Regions from separate parts of the Mus musculus genome. Here all the other regions are linked to region 3. A link is a contact called in public HiChIP or PLAC-seq and promoter capture Hi-C data. All regions are on one chromosome and are shown on one strand. Each heading gives the region's core, a stretch centred on a gene start, on an enhancer-like site or on the middle of the called end of the contact. The rest is flanking DNA. Distances are from core to core; before and after follow the strand shown. Region 1 holds the start of Spata1 (spermatogenesis associated 1). Region 2 holds the start of Gbp2 (guanylate binding protein 2). Region 3 holds the start of Hs2st1 (heparan sulfate 2-O-sulfotransferase 1).

What was found. Promoter capture Hi-C pulls out the DNA fragments that hold promoters and counts their contacts. HiChIP or PLAC-seq counts read pairs in DNA pulled down with a chosen protein or histone mark.
Region 1: an H3K27ac HiChIP or PLAC-seq map of thymic regulatory T cells shows a contact between it and region 3, with 8 times the contacts expected there. The contact joins the promoter of Spata1 here to the promoter of Hs2st1 in region 3. A contact is called at or near these places in 2 of 484 Hi-C or Micro-C datasets (B cells and CD4 T cells) and 2 of 115 datasets of contacts at active chromatin or transcription factors (pancreatic cancer cells and thymic regulatory T cells).
Region 2: a contact with region 3 is called in a promoter capture Hi-C map of pre-B cells, with 6 times the contacts expected there. The contact joins the promoter of Gbp2 here to the promoter of Hs2st1 in region 3. A contact is called at or near these places in 2 of 39 promoter capture datasets (liver and pre-B cells) and 1 of 9 other capture datasets (liver).

The regions. Positions count from the first base shown.
Region 1 is chr3:146,498,290-146,502,409 of GRCm38.p6, forward strand. Spata1 (spermatogenesis associated 1) reads right to left here and starts at 1,504. Exons shown (of 15, transcript NM_001316756.2): 1 at 1,366-1,504. Gng5 (guanine nucleotide binding protein (G protein), gamma 5) reads left to right here and starts at 1,547. Exons shown (of 3, transcript NM_010318.2): 1 at 1,547-1,731. The coding sequence starts at 1,651.
Region 2 is chr3:142,618,942-142,623,428 of GRCm38.p6, forward strand. It overlaps Gbp2 (guanylate binding protein 2), which reads left to right and starts at 1,722. Exons shown (of 11, transcript NM_010260.1): 1 at 1,722-1,867. Gbp2b (guanylate binding protein 2b) reads left to right here. Exons shown (of 11, transcript NM_010259.2): 11 at 1-235.
Region 3 is chr3:144,568,582-144,572,660 of GRCm38.p6, forward strand. It overlaps Hs2st1 (heparan sulfate 2-O-sulfotransferase 1), which reads right to left and starts at 1,635. Exons shown (of 7, transcript NM_011828.4): 1 at 1,153-1,635. The coding sequence starts at 1,276. Selenof (selenoprotein F) reads left to right here and starts at 1,846. Exons shown (of 5, transcript NM_053102.2): 1 at 1,846-2,218. The coding sequence starts at 2,144.

The DNA of each region.
Region 1 (4,120 bases), core at 254-2,753, 1.9 Mb after region 3:
TCTGGTTTCCTAGCTCAATAGTTTGGGGAAAAGAAAACAATAAACTTTCTGAGACTAAGACAAATTTGTTTATTCCTCAACATTTCCTTAATAATGGGTTCTGTACCATGTAAAATCTTCTTTGAAATGTCTTCCAGCACATTCCATAGTTCTTAAGTATTATTGTAACTAATATAAAGTAGAACTTTAAGTTACACGTTAATCTTAGAAATCTGCATTTTAGCATACATTACAGGTAACAAGGCACAAAGTAAAATATTTGTGTTACATTTTGCATTAATTAATTTATTTTGGAGGCACAAGCCTTTAATCACAATGCTTGGAAGGCTGTGGGTTTCGAGGCCAGCCTGGTCTACATGGAGTTTCAGGCCAGCCAGAACTACAAAGTGAGACCCTGTCTCAAACAATATGGTTTGTTCGTTCACTTTTTAAATTATGTATTAATTAATGTACGTGTGTGAATGCAAACGTTCCCAGACTCCAGTGAGGGTGACAGTAGCCCAGGACTTGGTGCTTTTGAGTTGCCCAGTGTGGGTGGTGGGAAGTGTGACCTTAGGTCCTCTGCACGAGGGCTCAGTTCCCCAGTCCTCTAACTGCCATCTTCCAGCCTCAGTTTTCGTATTCTTTACACATATAATTTCATTTCGTTTCATTTTTTTTTTCCAAGAAATCCAGGGAGCGTTTTAACTTCGGCAGTTTAAACGGCTTGCCCAAGCACACCAGGGCTAAATTCAAACCCAAGTTTCTTAGATGGTCACTGTTAAGGACTGGGTAAAACCCCAAACTGATATTAACTGCTCAGTAACGCGATGTGTTGGCCCAGAGCAAACCATGTCATTTTTCTCAGTATCCCAAAGAAACAGCACTCACGACGAACCTCCTGTTTAGAGATGTTAGGTCTCAACAGGACTAATTTAAATCTTACTAAACTTTTGAGTCCTTCTGAAAACCCCTCTGGGGTTCATCAGTTACAAGCACGAAGTCAGCAATTACAGGGACATCAAAAGAGCAAACGATCCCCGAACGCGAACGCTTTATTTTTTAAAAAAGCACGGGGGACAGATTCCAGAAAGACAGGGCTAACAGGAAGCTGTGCGGGGCGGCTCGCACCTCTCGGCGACAGGCCAGCCTCCGACCGTCCAGGGTCCCGCGGCCCGGGTCCGTTACGGCGCCCTGGGCCCCGGGCTGGGCGAGCTGCGGCCGGCGCCGCCGGTTCACCCGAGGGCGCCTCACACAGGGCTGAGCTGGCGGGACTTGGGACGTGTCACGGACGCCCCGAGGCAGCGCGGCCACGTCCCTCACCCCGCCGTCGGTCGCGGACCTCCCTCCCCGCGCTCCCGAGTCCGCCCCGGGGCGTCCTCTTACCTCGCCCTACCCAGCCCCTCCAGAGGCGGAAGGCGCCGGCCGGGCGTCGGGCCGCACCGCCCCCGTCGCCACCGCGCCCACCGGCCGCTCCGCCCCTTCTCTCTCTCTCGCGCGCGCGGGGGGAGCCCGCGGCCGTCCCGGGGGGAGGGGGAGGGGGCGTCGGCGCGCATGCGCGGCGCGCACAGCCCCGGAAACTTCGACGAAGTTCGGAGCCCCGCCCCCGCCGTCCCGCGACCTGCCGCCCCCTGCCCGGACTGACGAGTCGGCCCGGCTGTCCCGAGCGCCATGTCGGGTTCTTCTAGCGTCGCCGCCATGAAGAAGGTGGTCCAGCAGCTCCGGCTGGAGGCCGGGCTCAACCGCGTGAAGGTGAGCGGGCGTGGGCGGGCGGTGGGCCCCGGGGTTGGGGGGAAGCGCGAGCCGACACGCGGCTCCTCTGGCCGGGCTGTGGGCCGAGGGCGAGGAGGGGGCCCGCCCTTCCGCCGCCCGCCGACTCTCGGCGGCCCCGGCGGGTCTCGCCAGCGACTTCCGTCTCGCACGTCTCACCCAGGCTCACTCCCAGCCCTCGTCCTTTGAACACACACGAGTCCGCCTGGGTAGCTCCGGATGGCGGCCTGATGAGCAACTTTTGTTTGCGGATCGTCCCGGGAGTCTCCGGACTCCACCTTTGTGGGGGTCCAGCCTCGAACAAAGAGGTGTTTGCAGCAGACGCCGCGGCGTGCTCGGCTGACCTTGCTGGGGTGTCTGTTTACCCGAGAAACCGCTGGCCGCTGGCCTGGGAGCTTGCGGTCTGGTTGGGGGGTCGGGTCTTGGGCTGTTGACTTTTAGGGAAAGGCTGTCCTTGTTGGTAGACAGCTAGGCATTCAGACGCTTTGGCTCTAAGGACCGTTTGGTTTATTTTTTTCAACTCCTAAACGGATTTGGCCTCTTTCTGACGTAATAGGTCGGGTTACATGTGAAACACTTCCCGGTGATTATAAAAAGAAACAAGAATATAAGTCGCCTTGCTAGACCCTGCCAGTTTCCAAGGTGATTTGATTTTATATTCAGCAGGCTAGTCCTTATTTCTAACGTGCTTTTGGAGAAGGCTTCTATTTAGCTTTCTTCTCAAGTAGAAATGTCAGAGACTGCTCAACTTCCTTGTGGTAACCATAGGAGGAGGGTAGGGAGACGCCCAATCAGTCTTGGTTTGGACTCTAATCATATTCTCACTTTTCATCCAAGTGACTTAGTCTTGGCCAGATTAGAGCTCTGAAATTTGAAGTGATCTATTGATCATCATCATTCATATATAATAACTGTCATAAAGTAGGCCAGGAAGGAAAAAAATAGTGGGTTGGGGGAGGAAATAAAGACAGGTACGTGTAGTAATTACAGTGGCGGTACTTAACCCTGGTGGCCCAAAGCAGTGAGCTAGCTCCCAGAGGAGGACTTCCTTTTCTTTGAAAACCCTACCTGCTCTGTGGCTACCTCCTAGCTTCTCTTGCCTTGCGTCCTAATTCTTCTGAAGGCTTCTCACTGGGATGACTCGAGCCACCACAGACAAACAGGTTTTTGAAGTTTCCATGGCAAGGCTCATCTCACTTGGGAATGTTACATGTCTAATCTAGGTTCCTAAATTAGGTTAGGTGCCATTTGATATCATCCATGTACCACACCTATGCTAGGTGCTTTTTGTGTGTGACATTTTAAAGCTAGCATAAACTTACTATTGTATTCGTTTAGGTGGTAATTACAAGTGCTTTTTTTTACCAAACTCTCAGGTAGGTCAGGACATTTGGAAGCCTGACTAATAGTTTTGCAGTGTCAACCTCCTGGATGGTAGATAGTGGCTGCTCTGTGGCTTGGGTACTAGCAGCCATTCCATCTTAAGTCTCAAGGTTGCTGTTTAGAATGCTGGGTTTTGTTTTCTTGAGACAGGGTTTCTCCATATAACCCTGGCTCTCCTGGAACTCTCTGTAGAGCAGACTGGCCTCAAGCTGAGGTCTGCCTGCCTCTGCCTGCTGGGATTAAAGGAGTGCACCCCAGCGGCCTGGAGCACTGTTAGTCAAACAGCCTTAGGTTTCTCACCGTTCCTTCCCTAGGATTCTGTGCCTAGAGATACAGTCCATACATCGTGGTACTTGGAGAAATGTGTGGGAAAGGAATTAACAGGCACTTCATGCTAACTGCTGATCTTGAACAAAACCAAATGCTGTAACACTGAAAACTCATACTTTACCTTCCATACAGTAGCCACTTTTAAGAGGCAAAGCAGGGTGTGGGTTATTTGTACAAGCGTTTAAGAACTGCAGGAACCTCTAATATTCAGTCCATGAGTCACATGAGACGTATTATACTGAATTGTTGTATAAGCCAAACACAGGTAGATTGAAGCTGAGTTTAACTTATCCAGGGTGACTGATCCCTAGGTCACAATATAGCTATCATCTAGGGCCTGGGTTTTAGGCATTTGTTGTAATCTTAGAGATAACTGAGATTAAGAGTAAACACAGGAATTAAATGGCTTGAGTGCATTTTTAGTTTTTCAGTGTCTGCTTACCCATCCACTTTGTTGTGTCGGTATTTGTGTTCAATCAGCTAGTTTGAGATAGGGTTTTGCCAAGTAGCTGGACCAGCTTTGAACTCAACTGTTTAAGTTACAGAGCCAGGCACTTCTGCTCTGGTTAATTTAAAAGGTGTGTGTATGTGAGCATGCATGCCATGGTACACACGGGGAGTTAAGAGAGCTGCAACCTTGTAGAGTTTGATCACTCCT
Region 2 (4,487 bases), core at 472-2,971, 1.9 Mb before region 3:
CTTTCTCCTTCTAAGAGTTTTAGAATGACTTCTACACAGAATGGAGAACTCAAAATAAATTTCGTTCTATTCCTCTGAGGCTCATAATCACAGTGCCAACTCTTGTGAAACCAACCTTCATTTTTATCTTTCTTTTGCTGCTATGACATGATTTGCATATCTCTGAAGATAAATGCCTTTTACAATGTGGCAGAAGCACTGTTTAAGTGAAAACTGTTAATAAAAATGATTAAGCTTACCATAATTGTTTCAAGTGCATGCTGTACATTGTTCATAATGTAAGAAACGCCGCTCCTAAATTTCTGTAAGAGGGGAGGTCATTAGAAGACTCTTAGCTGTCACACAGGCACCCAATGATGAGGGGTTCAGCTCTGCAACTGAACATTCAGAATAACAGTAGTACCACACAGAGGAAATGTCACAGTCACGGGGCTTAGTACTCTTGTGGAATACAGAAACACAAAGATACTTTCTGTATAATTATTTTCTGGTAGTGGCATTAAACCCAGGGCTTTAAAAAATACTTCTAGTGGTACATTAACTTATAGCATAACAGTGGATGGTATAGTGTTTCTGTAGTATACTTTTCAGTGCATGCTTGTATCATGTGTGCTTGAAGAAGAATTCAACACTTGTATTCAAAGTCTGACCTATTGTCTGATTTGTGTTAAGTCCCTGGAAGATTTTAAGTACTAGTCCGTGGGTAAATCAGCATGAGGATTAATTAGACATCTTCAGAACTTCAAAGCACAGTTTGGGACACTTCTCACAGCCACAGTGCCAGTGGCTTGTCAACTCCATGGTCATTCCCAGCCTTAGCTCAGAGACTCACAGATGTCAGTCTCAGTTTTGACAGTGGCTTCCCTCAGCCTCTGAGAGATGTTATTTGCACTCAATGGTTTAGGGTCAGGACTCTGACTCACTTGTTTCTAAGGAAACATACTACAAATGACTGGAAACTCCACCCCTTTAAGCTTAGAAACAAAAACAAAAAACAAAAAACAAAAAAAAAAGGAAAGAAAAGAAAGAAATCCCTTTTGCTTACTCTTAAATTCTACATGTCTACATGATTGAAAATATTTAAGTGGTGCTAAAATTGTTGTGGGATTGTACATAATGTTAATAGCGATTATTCTAGTCCAAAAGACAAATGAACAAACTAACAAACAAGCTAGCTGATTTCCCAGCATTTGACATGTTTAAAGGAACTCAGATTCACTTTCACTTTCAGTAATTTTTCTTCCTCCCTCCTTCCCTCTCTTTGTCTCCCCCATCTTTCTCCTTCCTTTCTCTCTCCTTGTCCCTCCAAATTCTCACCTTTTTCGTTCTATTTTTATTCTTTCACAGTACAGAGAAATGATTTTTAAACGATTCATGTCCACTTCTGAATTGCACAATTGCTTGCTAACTTTGTGTAACACAGTGGGGCTGGCAACTTCACAAAACAAACACTAATGGACAAAAAAGGACTGAAACATAAGAGAATGATTTCAAAACCACACCCTTTTCACCCTACATTTTGAAACACCCACAAGAAATGGCACCATTTATCAATCTCTACCTGAGAAGTCCTGAGACCCTCCTCCCATGAGCAAACCCCTCATTCCTGCAGTGCTGGTTGAGTCATCCCTCCAACCCCACCCCAGTTAGGAACTCTTTTAGTTTCACTTTCACTGTCTTAAGCATAAATAAAGAGCGAACTCCTCACAAGTTCTCTGGCAAAAATCTGGAACTTCCCGGGTTACTACAGGGTCTATGTCACAGTGCCTGTGAGAGAGGACAGAGCACTCTGCAGCCAGCCTCAGAGGCAAAGCTGACCAGCATTGAAAAGCTGCTTCTTCTTCTTCTCTAAAGGATTTCTCTTCAGGTAAGACAGAGGCAGGGGTGGAAAACTGTTTAGCAGACTGCTGGTTTACCCTAACCAGAGGAGGCTGAAACCAGCACAGATGTGTGTGGCCCAGGGCTAGGTGACAGAGGCAGACTTTACCCTAGATGTCCCTGTCCCTACTAGGGCAAATTAATTAAACTCTGGGAAAGAAGACTTCACACTGAGAGCATAAGTGTGTTGAGGTTCATATTGCTTTCTCGGTACCATTTTATATCATTCTTACTATTTAATGATACTCAGACAAAGTTCCTGAACTTGTTGCCAGTGTCTACCTAAATAAGTTAGGCTGCTTGGAATTCATAAAAAGAGACAGTTTCCCCCATTGAAAAATCTATTGAGCTACAATATCTTTGTGTATACTATTTTGAATACACACACATTATTTATTCCTTGAGAACATCATATATGTCATGTGTTTTTGATTGTGTATATTCCCTACTCTTTCCTCCATCTCCTCCCACCCACCCCTCACTCAGTTTCATGTCCTCATTTAATCAAGTCACTGCAGCTCATTCAAACGTGGGCATAAGGCCACCTAGTGGAATTCAGGTAACTTAACAGGGGCCATTTACTGAAGAAAACCAACCCTGGAGTCTGTAGCAGCCATTAACTGCCATTATCATCTCAGTTATGCTCTGGGCTTCCCGGGACTCTCACCAACCTATGGTAGAATTTTGATTTATGCATTTTTTCTTTTTTCTTTTGTTTTGTTTTCAAAATAGTGTGTCTGTGTAGCCCTGGCTGTCCTGAAACTCACTGTGTAAACCAGGCTGTCTTCAAACTCAGAGATCCATGTGCCTTTGCTTCCCAAGTGCTGGATTGAAGGCATGTGCCACTAACCACCCGCCTTTATGCAGGTTTTCTATAGGCAGCCACAGCTGCTGTGACTTCATGAGTTCAAAAACTATATCATGTTCCAGAAGATACTGGTTCACCTTAAAGCAATGCATATAGTCCATGTGATATTTGTGGCATAAATACCACTGTGAACTGAAAGAAACCAAACCTTTGGGAGGAATTCTCTAGGGTAACATAGGAAAACTATGAGCTGTGTCTGGAAGACTGTGCTGGTAGAGAGTACCACAGCACTGGGAATGTCATGGAAGTCTACCAGCCAAGCACGGGATCCAGCTGAGGGAGCCTCAGTGAACACGGGGAACAAGCCAGGCAACAAACTAAGGAATGGTCACAAAGTCCTAAGTTACACGGAATGAAATAATAAGTACTTAGCAGTCCATACTGATGCAACTGAATGAATGAATGAATGAATGAATGAATGCAAGTAGGAACAATACTGGCTGTTGAGCCCCCATTAATAAATATGCAGTATGATAAGAGTAGACAGTCCTCTGTAAGCAAATGCTAAAGTGGTTAATTTATAAACTTGAATTGTTAATAGATGCTGAAAGTAATGATGAAACTACATGAAGTATAGTGAAGTTGTATGTGCTGAGTGTCTTTCTAAAGGCTGCTTTAAAAATATATATATATACATATATATATTCATACACAGATATACACATCTATATTTATACATATATATCTATATATACATATGTATTATACACACACATCTGTACCTACACAATACGATATGTATCACAATACTATATGTATATACACCTATATCTACATACACACACACACACACACACACACACACACACACGGAAGCAGTATTTGGTCATTTGGTAGTTCTAGTTGTTTTTGAGGAACCTCCATCCTGTGGCCACAGCAGTTAACATTCGTTTGTTTGTTTGTTTGTTTGTTTGTTTGTTTTGGTTTTTCAGGACAGGGTTTCTCTGTATAGCCCTGGCTGTCCTGGAACTCACTTTGTAGACCAGGCTGGCCACAAACTCAGAAATCTGCCTGCCTCTGCCTCCCAAGTGCTGGGTTTAAAGGCGTGCGCCACCACCGCCCAGTCAGCAGTTAACATTCTTAGCTGCAATTCATAACTCATAACTCTTTCATTTCTACACCCTTAGAAGCACTTTTTATTGTTTTCTTAGTGCAGGATTATTCTCAGTGGGGTGAGATGGAACCTCAATGCATTTTTCACTTGTATTTCCCTGCTGATTAAACCCTAGACATTTTTTTCTAAGTATTTATTTGCTATTCAAGTGGTAATTTTGATTACAAAATAGTAAATAGTTCTTGGCAGGTAGCCCCTTAATCAAGAGACTGTATTCAAAAGAGTACTATCAGAGCAAGTCATGTTCACAGCATCCATCCTTTGATTTGATCAGTGATGATTGCAAAATAAAAATTCTATGACCTTCTTACCCTGTATATACCAGTCAAGTTAACATTAAGGAAAAAACTAAAAACTTATCTAACTGAAGGGTACTCTACAAGGTAACTGCTATGTACTCCTCTAAGCCATAAAGGAAGGGAGGATAAAGGAAGATGGAGGAGCTACTGAAGATGAGAAGAAGCTGAAGAGATGTGAGGATAAAGCAGGGATGCCGCATTAGATCGGGAAGCAGAAAAGGGGAGTTAAGAAGCAGAGGGGGTATAAGGCATGCAGCCTCATTAGGGCTGTTGTATAAATGCTGCAAACCCAGTCAGCCACTACACTCAGGATATGGAGGGCTCTGAG
Region 3 (4,079 bases), core at 385-2,884:
GGCTTCCTTAAAATCTACCAAAAACTTGGAAATATCTACTATATATAAAATTTAAATTCTTTTCTGGTACTTCTTTTCTTGAAAATTAATCCGCACCCCCAAGCTGCATCTAGCTGTTCCTCAAGGTAACTTTAAATCGTGTTTAAGAAACAGGCAAGGTCAAAGTGTATGCAAAAGCTGTTTCCCATATTCAAATTACATTCTCTGAGCTGATTTTCAAGTGTCACATACATTTTTAAATCAAAACGCGTCAATGATTAAGTCCCTGTCTCCAGAGCACTTCCAAATACCAAAGTTCTCCACTATCCGGAAGCACCCGACTATCCGCGCTTTCGACTGCTGTTGCACAAGTTCGCACTCCAATTTTGTGTTTCAAGCACCCTTTTCCATTCGGGCACTGAGAGAGACGCTTTAAGAGACCCATATGGTTCACTCTCCCCACTCTTTTCCTTTCACAAGGTAAACCCTGCAATTCCAAACCCTCAACGTTCCCCTCTTGTACATGCAATCAGCCTAAACTTACGACCCCACTCTGAAGCCCAAATCAACCAGTTTAGCGTCACTCATAAAGAACTTCAGTCCCCCAGATGTCTCCTTTTCGTGCCATCATCGGCTCCGCTGTCCCACACCGCCAGCCTACCAAAGCTGTCAGTTCTAAGGTCCCTTACTGCCCTAGGCTCAGGCATGCCTGCCACTCACTACGGTGAGCCGCTTTCACTCCCCATCATTCCCGGAGTCTCCTTCCATTTCTACCCATCTCCCCGCGACGAATCTCCCCACGACCACCATCCCCAAAGGATCCTGTGCCCAGGTGCCCCTAATTCAAATTCCAGTCCCCATCTCTGCACATGACTGGGGCTTTGCAGAACGATTTGGAAGAGAAGAGAGAGGGAGCGTTTGTGTCCTCCAGCAGCACCAGCTCCAGGCAGACCTGGGTCCCCTCTCTCAGTGAAGGGCCGACGGGGCAGCCCTCTGGCCAGAGACCTCGCGCGTGCAGCTCATCAGCCCAGCTTCCCTCCCCGGTGGCGGGAGCTCGACGTGCCCGGGTCCCAGCTCTCGAGGTTCTCCGAGGCCCCCTGAGGAAGCCCACTTGCTATAGCCGGCAATGCCCACCCGCCAGCCCGGCCCCGGCGCACCGCTCGGCTGCCTCACCTAGCTTCGCCCGGGACTCCTCCAGCTTCTGGATCTGGTTCTCCAAGAAGAGCATCGCCACCGCGAAGGCCACCACCGCCAGCAGCTGCAACTTGGGCGGCATCATAATCCTGAGGAGCCCCATGAAACCCGCCGCTCGCGATCAAGACATACCGCGGGGGGCGGGGAGCGGGGCCCCGAGGGCGACCGAAGCGCCGGGAGGAGACCCCGACCCGGGAGCTGCGCGGACTGCCGCGCCGCAGCGACCCCCTCCTCCTCTCCGGTCTCCCGCCCGCGGGAGCCAGCGCCGGCCGCCTGGTGCACGCTTCTCCCCGGCCCACTCGACGGCCCTGGCGCCCTCCTGCCGCTGCCGCTGCCGCTGCCCCCTGGCTTCGGGACCCCACGGCCGCACGCCCTCTTCCCTCGCTTCCTCCCTTCCCTCCCTCGGTCGCTCGCGGCCGCGCGCTCCTCCGGTGGCGATGCGGCTGCGGCTGCGCCGCCCTCGGCCCGCCCCCTCCCCTCCCCCTCGGCCACCACGCGCACGCCTTGACGCACGCTGCCCGGCAACCAGAGGCTCCACCCCCATCCTCCGGTACAGTGGTGTTCATTGGTCCGAAGAGAGGCCGCTTCTCGCCCTTTCGGTTCGATTTACGGTTGGGTTCCTTGTCACGGGACTCAAGCAAGGCGTTGTCCGATTGGGTAAACTTGGAGGAGGCGGGGCTACTGATGGCCGAGCTGGGGCTTCGTGGATAGCCGATTGAATGTCGTGAATAAGAAGCCCCGGTGTGGGGAGTTTAGGAAAATGCCTAATTTGAATCTCTAAAAGAACCTGAGGACTGTTTAACAATCGATCACTTACAGGCTCCCATGGTCGCCTAACTAACACTCGTCTTTGTGGGATAATAGGCTTGTAGCAGTGGCCTTTCGCGGCGGGTTTCGCGTCAGGCAGTGCAGTGGACGTCCCCGGCACAGGGGTCCTCAGACCCCTGAAGATTGACGGCAGACCGCAGGGATGGCGGCAGGGCAGGGTGGGTGGCTGCGGCCCGCTCTGGGGCTGCGCTTGCTGCTGGCGACTGCGTTTCAAGCGGTGAGTGTGGACCGCCTCTGGGGCTGCCTCAAGGCTGGTCGGAGAGCGCGGATGTGGAAGGGCAAACCCGGGGCCACGCTTGGGAGCCGCCCGTGGAACGGGCTGCCTTAGCGGCCGCTTCCATCCGGAATGAAACGTGGCAGAATTCCAGCCGGAGCTCTAGAGACGATGGTTTCCTCGCTTCAGGCAGCTAGGATCGGTTTTTCAGAGCACAGAGGGTACATAGTCAGTAATGCTTAGAAAGGAGGGACGTTTCTTTGAGTGAGACACAAGTGAATGAAACTACCGCTGCTTACAAACTCCCAAACCTTAAAGGGTTTTGGTCCAGACAAGCGGTTTTCCTCGTTAACCAGACGACACGGGTTCTAAATCTCTGAAAGGAGTTAACCTGGTTTTGACTTACTTAGCTACTCATGAAGCAACTGTATTTTTGGTAAATTCCTCTATGGGAGTTTTCCACCCATATTTACATGTCTTTGTACTTAGGATACTTAAGTGATTTGTCCAAGATTTTGGAAAGTTAAAATTATACCGTAGGTCTCTAAATACTCTGTTCTTCATAGGTCTTATAGTTCACAAACGTTGTCTCTGCTTTTCTTACTTTGTCCAAAGAGTGGATTCTTAGCGTCTTACATTGCAATACAATGTTGTTTTGAAACATCTGGTACTTCAGAAAACACTTAGGGAACATCCCTTTAAACTTTTATACTGGAAACATAAGTAAATTGTTGGCTTTTCCCTCCCATTGTAGTCGTTTGAATGTGTTACCACTACCAAAAGTAACAAAGGAGTAATGTTTTCAAACTATCTTCAAAATCTCAGTAGGCTATGGCTTTGTAAATACCTGCCCCCACCCCCTTGCCAATCAATGTTTTTAAACAATTTAACCATCCTTTATGTTAGTGAAGCAGTTCCCTCATGGATGCACTGTTTGAGCTAGTTGGTGAATTTAACTAAAAACCCAAAGCTACTGTAGTTCTAGTCAGTGCCATTAACAGGGACCGCTCAGTTCTGCTGCTAACTCATCTCCCAGTAAATGACTGACTTCTTTTTCACAGCCGTCTCAGGACAATACTCCAAAAGAGCAGAAGCCTCTTAAGACCTTGCCATGGAGATCACAGATTCCCTCCTGGGAGACAAGGCTAAAAACAGAAAGCCAGATCCTCCCACTGTGTAAATAGATCCAAACTCCATCACATTAGACTTGTCAGAGTAAGTCCCCAGACCACGCCACAGGTGAACAACTCTTCCCAACTCCACAGCCGAATGGGAAGAGTGACAGAATTGCATTGCAAAGAAATGTCAGTACATGCTAGGACTAGAGTAGGAAGAACTTATGGCTACCTGTATGCCATGGTGGTTGTCCACCCAATCTTAACTTCAAACTCAGATGTCTTGTTGACTCCTTCCTATGTACTGCATATACTGGCAATTACCTAGCCTTTCTTATTCTTACTTCCAAAATATACCTGAAAACCAGTTCAATACTATGAGACCTTTCTTCTTGAAAATAACAGCCCACTGGCTTTTCTTCGAATTGCCTCTTTCTGCATTGAGACTCTTACGTAAAAATTGCCTTTATCAACTTCCTTATTGCCCAAGCTAGACATGTGTTCTATGCACATTTGGGTTGAGTTTGGTTATTCAGGCCAGTATATTGGCTTGCCTATGATCCATTAACTGGCTTCCACATCTAATTCTTTCTCATTCTGCCCTTACCATCTAGAGCAACATCTCTGAAATCTAAAGCTGTTGTGCTTAAACACTCCCACTTGCTTTTAAGGTAGAGTTTGTCTTTAAAGTTGTCTACCAGGCTTATTTCCCGGTGTTTGCTTGTTCTACTGAGAGAACAAACAGGCTG